Linked DNA regions of Ovis canadensis: region 2 is linked to region 1. A link is a contact called in public Hi-C data. All regions are on one chromosome and are shown on one strand. The core of a region is the stretch at or near the end of the contact, and the rest is flanking DNA. Distances in the headings are between cores, read along the strand shown. Region 1 has its middle 210 kb from the start of CD47. Region 2 holds the start of CD47 (CD47 molecule).

Region 1 (7,519 bases), core at 2,545-5,044:
CTAAGATTCCACAAGCAGAGAAATGCTCCCCCCCCAAAAAATATATAAATCCCTTACATGCTTAAAAAAAGGAGCAAAACACCCTTCCTGAGATGCTCCACACATTTCTACAAACACATCAAGCCCTCACCTCACACATGACATAGGAAGAACCATTTGAATTTACAGAGAGTCAAACCCTGAGAAGATACTTTAAAGTAAAGGTGATTTTTATGTTTGACATTTAATATGATAGTTGTATGTTTATTTAACATTTGTGATATTTTGTCCTATTCTTGATTGAAATTTTATGTCTCTACTCAAGCCTAGAATGGGCGTTGCTAAGCAGTTTAGCAATGTAAATAAGTAACATGGTGGGGTTCAGGATCAGTGGGAAGGAATATGTTCAGGCTTCTTAGAGAAAACACACTGTATTTAAGGATATTATCTCATTACTGTCTACATGCAAATGTGTACTATTTGTAAATGATTCACATCTCTTCATTCAGTTCAGTTCAGTTCAGTCACTCAGTCACGTCCGACTCATTGTGACCCCATGAAGCGCAGCACGCCAGGCCTCCCTGTCCATCACCAACTCCCGGAGTTTACCCAAGCTCATGTCCATTGAGTCAGTGATGCCATCCAACCATTTCATCCTCTGTTGTCCCCTTCTCCTCCTGCCTTCAATCTTTCCCAGCATCGGGGTCTTTTCAAATGAATCTGTTCTTCCCATCAGGCGGCCAAAGTATTGGAGTTTCAGCTTCAACATCAGTCCTTCCAATGAACACCCAGGACTGATCTCCTTTAGGAGGGACTGGTTGGATCTCCTTGCAGTCCAAGGGACTCTCAAGAGTCTTCTCCAACACTACAATTCAAAAGCATCAATTCTTCTGTGCTCAGCTTTCTTTATAGTCCAACTCTCACATCCATACATGACTACTGGAAAAACCATAGCCTTGACTAGACGGATCTTTGTTGACAAAGTAATGTCTCTGCTTTTGAGTATGCTAAGTTGGTCATAACTTTCCTTCTAAGGAGTAAGCGTCTTTTAATTTCATGGCTGCAATCACCATCTGCAGTGATTTTGGAGGCCAAAAAAATAAAGTCAGCGACCATTTCCACTGTTTCCCCATCTATTTGCCGTGAAGTGTTGGGACCGGATGCCATGATCTTTGTTTTCTGAATGTTGAGCTTTAAGCCAACTTTTTCACTCTCCTTTCACTTTCATCAAGAGGCTCTTTTGTTCTTCTTCACTTTCTGCCATAAGGGTGGTGTCATCTGCATATCTGAGGTTATTGATATTTCTCCCGGAAATCTTGATCCCAGCTTGTGCTTCTTCCAGCCCAGCGTTTCTCATGATGTACTCTGCATGTAAGTTAAATGAGTAGGGTGACAATATACAGCCTTGACATACTCCTTTTCCTATTTGGAACCAATCTGTTGTTCCATGTCAATTCTAACAGTTGCTTCCTGACCTGCATACAGGTTTCTCAAGAGGCAGGTCAGGTGGTCTGGTATTCCCATCTCTTTCGGAATTTTCCAGTTTATTGTGATCCACACATTCAAAGGGTTTGGCATAGTCAATAAAGCAGAAATAGATGTCTTGTAGCAATTTCTGTGACCAATCCCCATTTCTTTAAAATTATCCACTGTTGATGATAGCTAGCGTTTCTTGAGTGCTTGCTATGCACAAGGCATTTTCCTTAGCAAGGAACACTTTGGCAAGTCTATTGCATTTCATCTTTACAGTAGATCTATGAGGTAGGTATGGAGAAGGCAATGGCACCCCACTCCAGTATTGTTGCCTGGAAAATCCCCTGGACGGAGGAGCCTGGTAGGCTGCACTCCATGGGGTCGCTAAGAGTCGGATACGACTGAGCGACTTCCCTTTCACTTTTCACTTTCATGCATTGGAGAAGGAAATGGCAACCTACTCCAGTGTTCTTGCCTAGAGAATCCCAGGGACAGCGGAGCCTGGTTAGCTGCCATCTATGGGGTCGCACAGAGTCGGACACGACTGAAGCGACTTAGCAGCAGCAGCAGCAGCAGCAGCATGAGGTAGGTATAACTATTATTCTCCTTTAAAACTAAGGAATTTGAGACTAGCAAGGTTGAGTAACTTGCTCAAGGACACATAGTAAAGGGGGAGGTCAGTTCAGTCTGACCCAAAAGCCCATGTGCTAATAATTTTATACTTATCAGAACGATCTTTCAATAGCTCCTTGAAACTTAGTGGTGCAAATCTTTCTTTATGAGTGTTTGTGACTCATAAAGATTGTGGCTGGTTCCTAAACAACAACTCCATTCTTTCTTCTAGTCTCTGTTGGTCCTGTTAGGGACCAGTCTTCTCTCTCAGATAGTGGTAGTCAAGCTGAGTTGCCTGAAGCACAAAAAAGAGAAATGAGCAATTTGGGGAAGCAAGACTGACCTGGTATCTTGTCTGCAGCATCCCCCTGGCTGGGCTCCAGCGCATCCTTTACTTATTGCATAGCCTGAGGCCATTACCTTTGGTTTTCCTCACCTGTAATACTGGAACATTATTGATGTTGCAAGGGTGGGAAGGGACAGTAATGAAGTACTGTAAGTGCATAGGTCAGTGCAGACACATGATAGTATTTGTCAAAGAGAAGTTCCCTTCCCCTTCCTCGTCTTATCGTTAATGCATCCTTGTGGAGTAGCTCTCTTCAAAGTTAGCACCTTGTCTAGGAGATTTTTTAGGGCTTCCCTGGTGGTTCAGATGGTAAAGAGTCTGCCTGCAATGCCTGGGTCGGGAAGATCCCCTGGAAAAGGAAATGGCAACCCACTCCAGTGTTCTTGCCTGGAAAATCCCATGGACGGAGAAGCCTGGCAGGGTACAGTCCATGGAGTCACAAAGTCTGACACGACTAACACTTTTACTTTCACTAAGAGATTTTTGGAACACATTGCTGATATTCACTTTGCAAATAACTGGAGGAGGATTGTGAGGTCACCTTTAGGCAAGCAATTCTTCACTTCTTATTTTGTCTTCATAATTCTAATATGGTTGACTCTTGAACACAGGGGAAGGTCAGCGATACTCACATAATGGAAAATCCATGTATGACTTTTGACTCCCCCCAAATTTGACTATTAATAACCTACTCTTGACGAAAAACCTTATTGATAATGTAGTTGATTAACCTGTATTTTGTATGTTATGTGTACATCTCTCTATATTTTATGCACTCATGTCATACCTTACTTTGTCTTACTTTTTTTCCAATTTTTTTTTAGGCTATGTGGTTTGTCTGTGAGTTTGTTCAAATTGCTGCAGATCTCCAAAATTTTTTCCAATAAATTTACTGAAAAAGAAATTTGTATATAAGTGGACCTGCACAGTTCGAATGCATGCTGTTCAAGGGTTAACTGGACTTGCTTTTCATGTAGTCCTTTACTTTAAATGTTACCCCAAATCCCCACTTGACATAAAGATTTCTTGTCTTCCCTCCCCCTTCACTCCAACAAAGAAATACCCTAATAACTTACCCAGGAAGTAGAATCCAGGATTTCTTTTCTTTGTCTGTAGTCATGCGAAGTTGAACAGCCCTGCTTTACTGGGGGACATTTTTCTCCTGTGATAAATTTGACTTCATGACAAACTCAGGCCGTTGGCCTCCAGGTGGAGCTGCATGAAAGACAGAAAGAAGGGAAAAGAGAAAAACACCAGGTTGGTGCCCCAGAGACGCCAGTGACAATGAAACAATGGTGATGTGGCGTCCTTAGGGCATTGCGGGACGAGAGTGACTTGTGAAATGATTCAACCGGTTTAATTCCACAAGAATTTGAAGAGACTGCCAATGTGCTTAGCCAGCCCAGGGTGTGATGCGAGAGGAATGAGACACTGCCTCCATGGAGCTGGAAGTCTGAGAGTGGAAGTCTGAGACAGACACTTGAAGGAAGAACACGTAACACGGGTGCATGCGTGCTCAGCTGTATCTGACTCTTCGTGACTCCATGGACCCGTAGCCTGGCCGGCTCCTCTGACCATGGGATTTCCCTGGAAAGAATGCTGGAGTGTGTAGCCATGCTCTTCTCCAAGGGATCTTTCTGACCTAGGGATCAAACATGCATCTTCGGCATTGCAGGCAGATTCTTCACTGCTGAGCCATGAGGAAGCCCAGAACCCATCACACTCAGTGGTAAACTGTGGTGCAGCCTAGCTCAGGGTTCCATAGATGACAGAAAGGCTAGTATCTTTTTTTTTTTTTTTTTTTGCTTGCTCTTCTATTCCAGGTACTAAATTATATGGGTTAAATCGATTATACTCATTTAATTTAATCCTAAAAATGAGCCTTTGACATAAGCCCATTTTGATAGTGAAGAAATTGAAATGCAAAGAGATTAAGTAACCTGTTAAGGACCCAACAGCAAGCAAACTATGGGATTTCAATTTGGATCTGTCTGAATACAACACCCAAGCCCTCAGATAGCTGAGAGCCACTTACTCGCTGTAGGACTGAGCCCTCCTAACTTTGATGTGCCTCAGTTTCCCTATGTGATGAATGGAGCTAGTAGCAGTGTACTAGAATCGCTTGGGGGTAATGCTTTGCCTATACCCTCCGGTCTGGCAATCTGCCTCTCACCTTGTTGTTGTTTAGCGTCGTGTCTGACTCTTTGTAACCCCATGGACTGTAGCCCACCAGGCTTCTCTGTCCATAGGATTTCTCAGGTAAGAATACTGGTGTAGGTTGCTGTTTCCTTCTTCAACGGCTCTTTCCCACCAAGGGATTGAACCCATGTTCTTGTGCATTGCAGGCAGGAATTCTGCCTCTCACCTTAGCCCCTGATAATCAGGCTTTGTGGCGCTCTCAGCACATGATTCTGCTCTAGAATAAGTCTGCAGACCAGGGGGGCACTTGATGCAAGGGGTGGAAGTAGAGAGTGACAATTCACAAAGCCACCTCAATTTTGCGTGTCCCAAGACCTGATTGCTCAATGTTTCCTAGATTCCTGTGAGACTGCACTACAACCTTGCAACAATCCCCCCAACCTCCATTCCTTCCTGTTTTCTTGGGTTGAATTGAGCTTTTGTTACCTGTGACCAACAGATCCCTGACTAGAACAAACGCTTTGCTCATAGGGTTATTGTGAAGTGTCCACCAGATAAGGTAAATTACAAAGGGCAAGACTGATGAGACGAGAGCTATTTATCTTAGTGAGTAAAATAGCAATTTGGCCTTTATAATTGAGTCCTGGGATACTCAGTTTATGGAATGCTTCATTATGTTGAAAGGAGGATATGCACAAATTTGAAGGCTGCTTTTCCTTCCAGGAGGAATCAAAGTGGCTGATATTCATGTCAGACTAAAGACAAGCAAACCCCCCCCCCCACACACACACACACCTCATACCCCAGGGTTCTCTGCATTCAGGAGAGGATGGCTCCAGGCTGGTCATCTGGGAATCACTTTAAATTAGGTTTCCACTGAAGCCAGACTGTGCCCTGCAGAATCTTCTAGAGGTATTCGTAGATTGCCTGAGTGAATAGGCTGACAGGCTGGCTGGCCATGCGCTGTCTCTGCGGTGTGAAGGTTCTGAGAGCCGTGTGCACCCCAACTCCAAGGGAAGTTTCACCAAGGTGACCTCTTAACTGATCTGCTTCAGTTGCATCTGCTGGTCGTGTCTCTTGCCATGGCCAAAGCAAGGGCATAGACATAAACACAGCCTGAGCGTACAGAGCTGCTTCTTTTAAAATAAAACATGCTCCACACTGCACTGGACATTTTATGTCTGGCTTATTTAGTATCACAAGTGCTTTGCTTTTCAGTGGTTTAAAAAGCTGGTAAGAAACAACACACTTTCTGCTGCCATCTTATTCTTCATGAGGTTGCATATTGCTTTATTTATCATGAATCTCAGAGTGCCAAACCTTCCTTTGTTTCTTCATAACTTTAAGACCTCTCAGATTAAGGCAAAACCATTTTTGCCTGATTTTCCTTTCTGCCCCCCTCAACTTGCACCCCACATTTGCCTGCTTTTCTCTGAGGGTCACATAACTTCACTCTCCACTATCCAGTTAGGCAGCAGAGGAAGAAAGTTTTTTTTTCAGTGAGTTTCCCAGTGGCAGCTCTATTATGTAACTCAGACCATGTAAATCACCAGTTGGAGGGTTGTTTTCAGGTGAACCTCGTTCTGAATCTCAATTGACTGATGTAAAGACACTTTGTATATTTTCCTGCTACTTTTATGAATCTCACTTTTTTCAGCTTTTACCCATTAGGATCAGTTATGACCCTTTAAAATAAAGTGCTGTTCATTGGTATTATGAAGAATTCCCCTCTCTCTCCAATAAAACAGCAAGTCAATGCTCTCCGTCTTTGGGAGAATTTTGAAAGATGTTTAAGGAAGAGGATCTGTGATAGCTTTTAATCCAGATGGTCCCTTGGATGAGAATTCTGAAGGCGACTTTGTGGTTGGTGTCCTTTAATTACTAACATCATCAGGAAAAGAAACCACACCATAATCTCCCATCAGTGGATCACATTGTAGGCATTCAGATAGAAATCTCTGTTTAGAACATCCTCTCCATGTTGGGTGGCAGAGGGTAGTGGTACTTTCCCAGTTGCCTTCTCTGTGTATTAAGATCTTGGTGGTAGGGTTTACCCAGGACAGATATTTATCTACAGCTCTACCAAATGGGTTAAACTGGGACCTTATGAATTCAACAGTAAACACTCACTAGACCTGTGAATGATAAATAATATATAAAAATATATAATAAAGGTGAACACTGATTATTTACCACATGCCAGCCCTGAAGCCTACCTCATCCTCTGAGCAATCCTATGAGGTAAAAATAAAAGCTAGGATTTACTGAGCTCTCATTATGTGCCAGGAATAGTTCCAAGTGTCATCTATGTACTAACTTATTTAATCCTCCTAATAGCCTCAGGATGTGGGGGCAGTTTTGGACCCATTTTATAAATGAGGAAGCTGGGTACACAGAAAGGTTAGGTAACTTGTCCAAGGTTGGGCAGCTGGCAGATGGTGAAGTTGGGATTCAAACACAGCAGTCTGATTTCAAATCCCATGCAATAAGCATCTCTGCAAAAGATGCATGACGGACAAGTGAAACTTCCAGTCCCTTCTGTGATGAAGGGAACAGTGGCTGCTTACATATGGTCAGGACTTCTTTGCTCTCACATTCCTTCCTGCGGCCCCTGCACCGTTTTTGCTACAGGCAGCCTGTGTGGGAATGGTGTCGGCTCCTCGTGGGGGCTCTGCTACTGCCTAGAGATGGTTCTCCATCTCTGCTCATGTAATTTCTCATCTTTCCCTTTAAATACAGTCTTTGTCTGTCGATTTCTATGGAGATTGGCTCCCTCAATGCTTTCTCCAACATATCTGCCTCTAATTGTCAAGGAATGCCTCTCTCTGGGTTTGTTTATATGGTCCTGTGGCTCTGTCTGCTCCCACCGTGCCCTCCATGCCCTGTCTGTGTTTCTTGCCTCTATTAGCATTCTCAGCCACATTAGGCTGTGAAAAGAGCCACATTTCTCTGCCTTTGCTAGGCAGAAGC
Region 2 (7,519 bases), core at 3,117-5,616, 210 kb after region 1:
ACTTACTTGAAATAGAATAAGCAATGTTGACAGACCCTGCACTTACCCAATCCCTTGTGTGTGTGTGTGTGTGTGTGTGTATGTGTGTGTGTGTTAGTCGCTCAGTCGTGTCTGACTTTTTGCAATCCCATGGACTGTAGCCCACCAGGCCCCTCTGTCCATGTAATTCTCCAGGCAGGAATACCGGAGTGGACTGCCCTTCCCTTCTCCAAGGGATCTTCCCAAACCAGCGACTGAACCCAGGTCTCCCACATTGCAGGCAGATTCTTTACCATTTGAGCCATTTAGTTCAAATATGCACTTAATTTAAATCCTAATTTTAATCTCAAACCCTGGGATTGACCAGATTCTGATGGCTCAGTGTTAAGTAATCAGCCTGCAATGCAGAAGACACAGGAGATGAGGGTTCAATCCCTGGGTCCAGAAAATACCCTGGAGGAGGAAATAGCAATCCACTCCAGTATTCCTGCCTGAAAAATCCCATGGATGGAGGAGCCTGGTAGACGACAGTCCATAGGGTCGCAAAAAGTAGGACACAAATGAGCAACTGAGCACACACACCATGAAGATGGAATAAAATATTCAGAGCAGCTTCTAATTCCTGTTTCAACTCCATGTAACCACAGAGAATGAAAATCCAGATTCTACTGTCTTAGTCTAGGTATACCACAATCAAATTTCCTGAGTGCTCTATACCTTTTTTCACTTTAGTACTACAATGTGTTTAGCAAAACTGATCCTACACTATCATTCTTGTTCTTTTATCATAGAAGAAATATCAGCACTAGTACACAGAGTGAAATTTGCTTTATCACAGCCCAAGAGTGCATTATATTAGGCTGAGCTACAAGATACAAAACTACAGAAATTTTTATCTTGTATAAAAAGGTATGACAGCAAAATAAGCTAAAAGAGGGGTAAAATGGTTACATGAAAACTATGTCTCTAAAAGAAGATGAATGTATTAAAAAAAATGACGCCTATTCTAGCTAGAGTTGACTTAATATTAAGGAATGCAAACTTAGTTTTAATAATGCATTTTGGATTTACAATGTTTATCCATTTGGGGGAAACCACCTATTTCTCTACTTTAGAACCTGGCCTTTCAAATCTTCATCAACAACTCAGTGGCAAACATAAAACATCTGCCAAAATACAGATGACAGCATGAGAAAGTGTCCTAATAGTAGGCATTTAGGGCAATGGTTTAGCACCCTGCCTCTAGACTGCTGGGCGGCCCCGGAAATAAGTACATTTAAAGAGGCGTTTACTTCCTTAAAATGGCAAATTGTGGTTCAAAATAATATATCTGTTAGGAGAAAAGAAAACATTTTTGTTTAAGCCAGCTAAATTACTACTAGACTTAGACAATAAAAATGCTTTAAAATCACGTGTACCCGTGATTCTAAAAACTCACTTTAAATAAAGAAAAATCATTCAATTACTGAAAAGACAGTTCTTAATCAGTGTCATTATCTGAGTAACCTTTTATTTACCAGTTAGTGAATATCACTGAAACTGATGATGTACTTTCAAACAACGTATAATTGGACATATGGAGGAGGGAGGAGGAAAGGAGAATAGTAATAATTCATTCTGCATCTTGTAAATCAATACAGAAAACTGTATTTTGCCTGTAATTAAAAGGAATGGGCATTTTGGATAACTTTCTTTACTATGAAGATCAACTGAATCTGTAGAGGTTACCAGGAAATAGCCTTTGACCACTAATCATTTATAAATGAAACTGAAAGCAAAATCAAACCTGAGTACAAATAAACGTACAAATCCATGACTTCCTTACTCATTCGAGAATCTAAAGTCAGCCTTGCAGATACTTGGGTTTACAACTACTTGTGTTCTGAAACATTTCTTCCTACATGCTCTTTTAAAACTACATATTAAACACACATGTACAAAAATACATTATAGCTTATGACAAACACTATCCCTTCCTGTTTTATATTCAACACTTAACAACTCAAACGTATAATATCTCTGTTTTGGCCTTTTTTTAAGGTCATTATTAACTAAGTACAATAAAAGACCATGAATTCTGAATTCTAAGACTCTGTAGGGACTTAAGCATATTAATACTGTATGTAAATAAATGCTAATCATACGTGATCATACCTATTACTAAAGGAGGCCTAACCATTTCTATCCTCAAAAGTACCATTCCAGCAGTTCTTTCTAATCTACTTGAAAATAGGACCCTTGTTTTTAAAACAGTGCATGATTCACATTTTTTTATGCTTCAAACTAGCTTTGAGACCACCGGTCTGATTTAGTAATATTTTATTACAAATTCATAACCGGGTTCAGTGTAAGGCTTTCCGATCATACAACAGGTTTCTGAAAGCAGTATTTATCTGAGCTATGACGGTAACGGGCAACGAGATGTTAAGGATGATAACAGAAAACACTACCCTATCTAGTATCAACCCTTTAGATAACAGAGATTGATTATTAAGAGCTCCAAAATCCCAGGAGATTTCACAGAGGGGGAAAGGAGCTAAGTCGGGACATAAGGGCATTTTGTAAACAGCTTGAAGTCACAAGCCTTCACAAATGGTAGAGTGAGGCTAATAACCCATTTAAAATCTAATTAATCTAGCATTCCAGAATTAAATGTAACAACTGCTTGATACTACTACTCTAACTCAATTCTGAATTTTACAAAAAGTTCACAACAGAATGTATAGATGTGAAGTGTGACAGGCACTATAGAGCCTCGAAAATTCCTATTCCTTCCTCAGTTTTTACAGGCGAAGCACACGTTCTAAAAAAGCGAAATGGATTCCAAAAGCTTGGGGGGCCAAAACGCCTTTGGCGTTGAAAGACACCAAATCCCACTCTACCGCAAATGTGTTTTGACTAGAGGTTACTATCTTCATACTTAAAGCGAAATCTGGATTACTTTTAAAACGGTTCCCCTAAATAACGTAGGAAAACTTGAACGCGCAATTTAGACTGTATTGAAGTGGCTGATGGTGGTGGGGCGTGGGGGTAGTTTCCACCCAGTAAGCTATATTTCTAGGGTTAAAAAAAAGAAAGAAAGAAAAAAAAAAAAACAGCCAGAGAATCTTCTGATTAAACGCTGGGTTGTAAATGAAACTTATTTGTGTCCTTTACGTCCTCTTAACTCCTATGTTCGTGTGGTAGGGCAAACGGAGGAAACCCCTTCTAGCAGACTTTGCCAAAATGCGTACTTGCATCACAAGAGGCTGGGGCCCTCCTACTCTCCTTCCTTCAACCCCCAAAACGTTTAAAGCACGGGGAGGGACAGGGGTACGAAAGAGGGATACCCTAACAGCTGCCAACCCCTCGCCTCCGATCGCGCCCCTTCTCTCCAGAGCTAATTTTTGCGCGAGGTGCACGGTTGGAGTCTTCCTCGGTGGTGGCAAACAGGGGAAGATGTGCCCCGCTCTCACCCAGGGGGAAGAGGAAGAGGAAGGAAAGGAAGAAAGGAAGGGGGTGCCGATCACCCGCTGGGCCCTCCCGCGTCTGCACCCGGGGCCTTGCACCCGTGCAAGGGCCCGCTCGTCCCGCGCCCCGGCCACCCTCTCCAGGGAGCCGCCGGGCCAGCCGGGCGCAGCCCACACACCCGCGGGGGCGCCGAGACACAAGCTGTAGAACCAAGAGCTAGTCACCACTCACCGCAGCGCACCGAGGCCAGCAGCAGAACCACTACCAGGGGCCACATCTCCGCGCCCGCCGCTGGGTCGCCGCAGCCGCCGCAGGCGTCTAGAGCAGGCGCCGCAGCAGACACAGAGAGGACCCGCCGCCACCTTCTGTCACAGGCAGGACCCGCTGCCCAGGCTGCCTGGCCGCGCGCGCGCGCGCGCTCCCGACGCCCCCCCTTCCGACGCCCGCGCGGGCCGCGCACGCGCACTCGGCCTCCCCTCAGCCCCGCCTCGGTGGCTGTTGACGCCGCGCCCTCCAGACTCGCAGCTTCCAGTTCCCGCTCCCGCCTGCTCCCTGGCGGTGGCGCGCGCGGGGCTTCCCGGTCACGCCCCGCGGCCCCTGGCCGCCTCCTCTCACGTCAATGTCCGCACACCGCCCCCGCTACCCGCTGGAGGCTGAGTGTGTGTTCTCCCGCTCACCGGGGACCTCACTGCACCTGTCCCTGTCTGCTGTTCCCTTTTACCTCCCTGGGGACCCCCTGTCTTATCTCCACTGGTCCTCTCCTGCGTTCACGCCCAGCCTCACGCTTCAGGAACCCCCTCCCCAGGCGCTGCTCCGTGGCGCTCCCTCGGAGCCCACTTCCCTCTGGACCCCACAGTGGCTCGCCTCTCCCTCCATCCAACGTCCTCCCGCGCGATGGGACCTCCGCGGCTCCACACTTCTCACCCCTCTCCATTTCCCCCGGAGCTCGGCCGCCTGCAGTGGGAGCGCTCACCGTGTGGGGGCATCTCAACGCTTCCCCCGCCGGCAGCGAGCCCGGAGGGACCACGCCTAGGACAGGTCGCAGGCGGTCGCGTGTCCTCTGGGAACTTCCACTCGCTGCTCGTGGGCTGCCGGGCCCTCCGGGGTTCACCGCGTCCCGTCTGCTTTGGTTTTCCCGGCCGCTCTCAGATCCTCCATTCTTTTTCTCGCCTAGTTCTGTTGTGTTTTCAACCTTTGAAAGGGATTACTCAAATTCCATTCGTGGTGGTGAACACTTTGTTGTTGTTCAGTTTCTAAGTCCTGATGCTGAAACCCTAGCAACCATCAGGGGTGGTCGCAACGGTTAGCAGAAGTATCCACGATGCCCCTTCCTGCAAAGTCATTGGGCCTGGTTAGTTCCCTCGCAGTGGTCCCTCTTCTATGCTGTTTGAGTTTACCTTGCTTAAAAAATGGGTTCAAAGTATGTCTCCAAGCCACAGTGTGGACAAGTTCTTTGATTAGCTCTCTGAATCACACAGACCACATCATTTATACAGAAGCAAATTCCCTTTTAGAACTCCCTTTAACATTTACCCTAAATGATGAAAATGCTTGCTGAAAAGTCATGCTTCGTGACTGCTGTATTGGCATGCATATTATCAACTTAAAAATTACATGCAATCTAAATGTTGAGCATTAGGTTTTATTCAGCAGAATTTTTAGAAGGTAAGCCAGGGAGGGAACCTCTCAAATAACCCTGAGAGAACTGCTCCAAAAAGGTAAGGGGGGAGGAGCCAGGTTACATAGAAGCTTTGCAACAAAGGGCAGGTAATCTGAACATGAGAAGGTTATTGTTAATTAAAGAAACCCAGATATCCCAAGTTAAGGAATTTAGTACTTTTCTATGTATGGAAGGGACTTCCCTGGTGGTTCAGAGGTAAACAATTTTCCTACCAGTGCAGGAAACGGGGGTGCAATCTGTGGTTTTAATCAGTGGGTGGGGAGGATCCCCTGGAGAAGGAAATGGCAACTGGTTCCCAGTATCCTTGCCTGGGAAATTCCCATGGACAGAAGAACCTGCTGGGCTGCAGTCCGTGGGGTTAGGTAGCAAAGAGTCAGACACAACTTAGTGACTAAACCGTAACAACTGTGTATGGGAAGATGCAAGAGTCTGGGCTCATTGAAATCATTCCTTTTATAGGTATCTCAGCTACCTGGCCAGCATCCTGTGTTTTCACTCTTGAGCTTTCTTTCCCCAGGGCTCATAACAGAGTTTGGCTATTATGCTGGCTGCTAGATAGCAGGTATTCTTCTACCTAAGTTCCCTTAGGGCTCACCTGCTCACACCAGATGGGTGCAATCGCTGATGATTGTGACATCCTTATGTACCAACATGGTTGGAAGTATTCCATTTCTCAATATCCACTGCTCCCTTGGTTGTTTTTCACTCATCTGGTGGAAAACAAAAAATCTTCCCACCACAATATTCCAGTCCTCCAAATCCTCTACCCATGGTGTCTCTTTCATTGCATCCCCTTAGTAATAAAATCCAGGAAATAAAATTACCACTCTCTGACCTTCTGTGGCATTGTATTATATATACTGCATAACTTTCCCTTTGATTGTGTGTGTGTGTGTGTGGGTGTAAATCTCTTCCCCACAGCATTATCCATTTTTTACAATCAGAGAGGGAATATTAAGTATTCCCTTCTCCAAGACTTCCTGTTGAACTAGGCAAACAGAAGGGGTTTTAATAAACGTGTAGATGTGACTTGAGGCAAGCATTGCTCCAGTGAAATTTGATTGTTTTTTAATGATTAAAAAAAGAATGAAAGAAAGAAAAAACAATTGCCTGGCAGATATCTTACTAAAACAATGGTTAATAATTATGATGGTAATGATTTGAATGACAGCTTTGACACCCTGAGGCTACCAAAGGGACTGATGGATTCTCCTCCAACTGCTGCTTCTGTGGATACAAAAGAATCATCCATCAGACTTTGAGCATTCGGGACATTGTGTATCACAGAGCAGCTGGTTGGCTAAATAAGGCTGTCAGCTGTCCCTGAGATCCACCAACCCCCCTAAAGCTGAAGAATGACTGGGGAGGACTGTCCCTAACCTTCAGAGGTGGAGATCAGTGATGCTCTGTTTTATTGTGGGAACTGCTGACATCATGTGCTTAAGGTAGTTTGTGAAGAAAATGGAATAGCTTAAGCCAGGTGAATGAGAGGCCACCTGGGTGACCACCTCTGCCTTGGGAATCTGACCAGGATATGTTTTGATGGTGGGGCATGAGGAGGCCTGTTCTGGGAGAGACGATCCAAAGCAACCTACCTAGGTTTGATGATTTTCTCTTTGAGATAACTTGGGCTCCTTTCTCAAGTATCTAAGCACCTCATTTTTGTGGTTTCCCTTTTAACATTTGCAAGCATTTTGTGGGGCGGGGGTGGGTTTTGAGCTCATCTTATCTTTACGTAAGGAGTTTTCTTGGATAGAAAGCAAAAGAATAATGCATAGAATATTTTGAACAGAGGTAATACACATTAGGTATATTACCTAAATCTTCACAACAACCTTGGAACGGGTTTTAGGATCTTCATTTCAGTGACAAAGAAGCAAAGGGAAAGAGGGATGATGAGCACATTGTCTATGGTCCTTTGTGTCTAACTCATTTGCCCTCTTTTTCCTACTTTCTCTTTTCACTCTGTAACATCAAAGATGTTATAGTTTCCCCTTTGTAGATAAATAAACTCACAAGCCCAAACAATTGCTACCCTTTCCCATCATCATTACCCTTACAGATAAGGAAGGTGAACTTTGCTCAGGGAGGGGATGGTGGTTAGTCTGACTCCAAGGCCGGCGAAAATGTTCACAAGCGTCCCTTCTCAAGTCATGATCAGCTCCCCTTTCTTTCCGGTTCTGTCTCAACAGCACACCTACTTCTATCTTTCTCCCCAAACTGTATCTACATCCTACCACGTGGCCCATATTGTTAGGGTATTATCTAAAAATTTATGTTGATACAGTTGTGTCCTTACCACAATTTTTCATTCAACTGGAACCTTTTTTTCTTCCCATGTTGGTGTGCCATGCATGATCCTTGATACTCTGGAGAGTTAGCTCAGAACTGTACCTGCCTAACTGTGCA

Evidence for each region. A called contact is a pair of places that touch in the nucleus more often than the background predicts.
Region 2: a Hi-C map of lung shows a contact between it and region 1, with 3 times the contacts expected there. The contact joins the promoter of CD47 here to the enhancer-like site in region 1. A contact is called at or near these places in 2 of 2 Hi-C or Micro-C datasets (fibroblasts and lung).

Annotation. Positions count from the first base shown.
Region 1 is chr1:175,975,452-175,982,970 of ARS-UI_OviCan_v2, forward strand. No RefSeq gene overlaps it. Among named protein-coding and RNA genes, the nearest start is that of CD47, 210 kb to the right of the region's middle. Within about 2 kb of position 3,795, the one cell type or tissue checked has open chromatin away from gene starts, as enhancers often do. A contact at or near this core is called in fibroblasts, where this site is marked.
Region 2 is chr1:176,185,556-176,193,074 of ARS-UI_OviCan_v2, forward strand. It overlaps CD47 (CD47 molecule), which reads right to left and starts at 4,367. Exons shown (of 9, transcript XM_069552636.1): 1 at 3,661-4,367. The coding sequence starts at 3,706.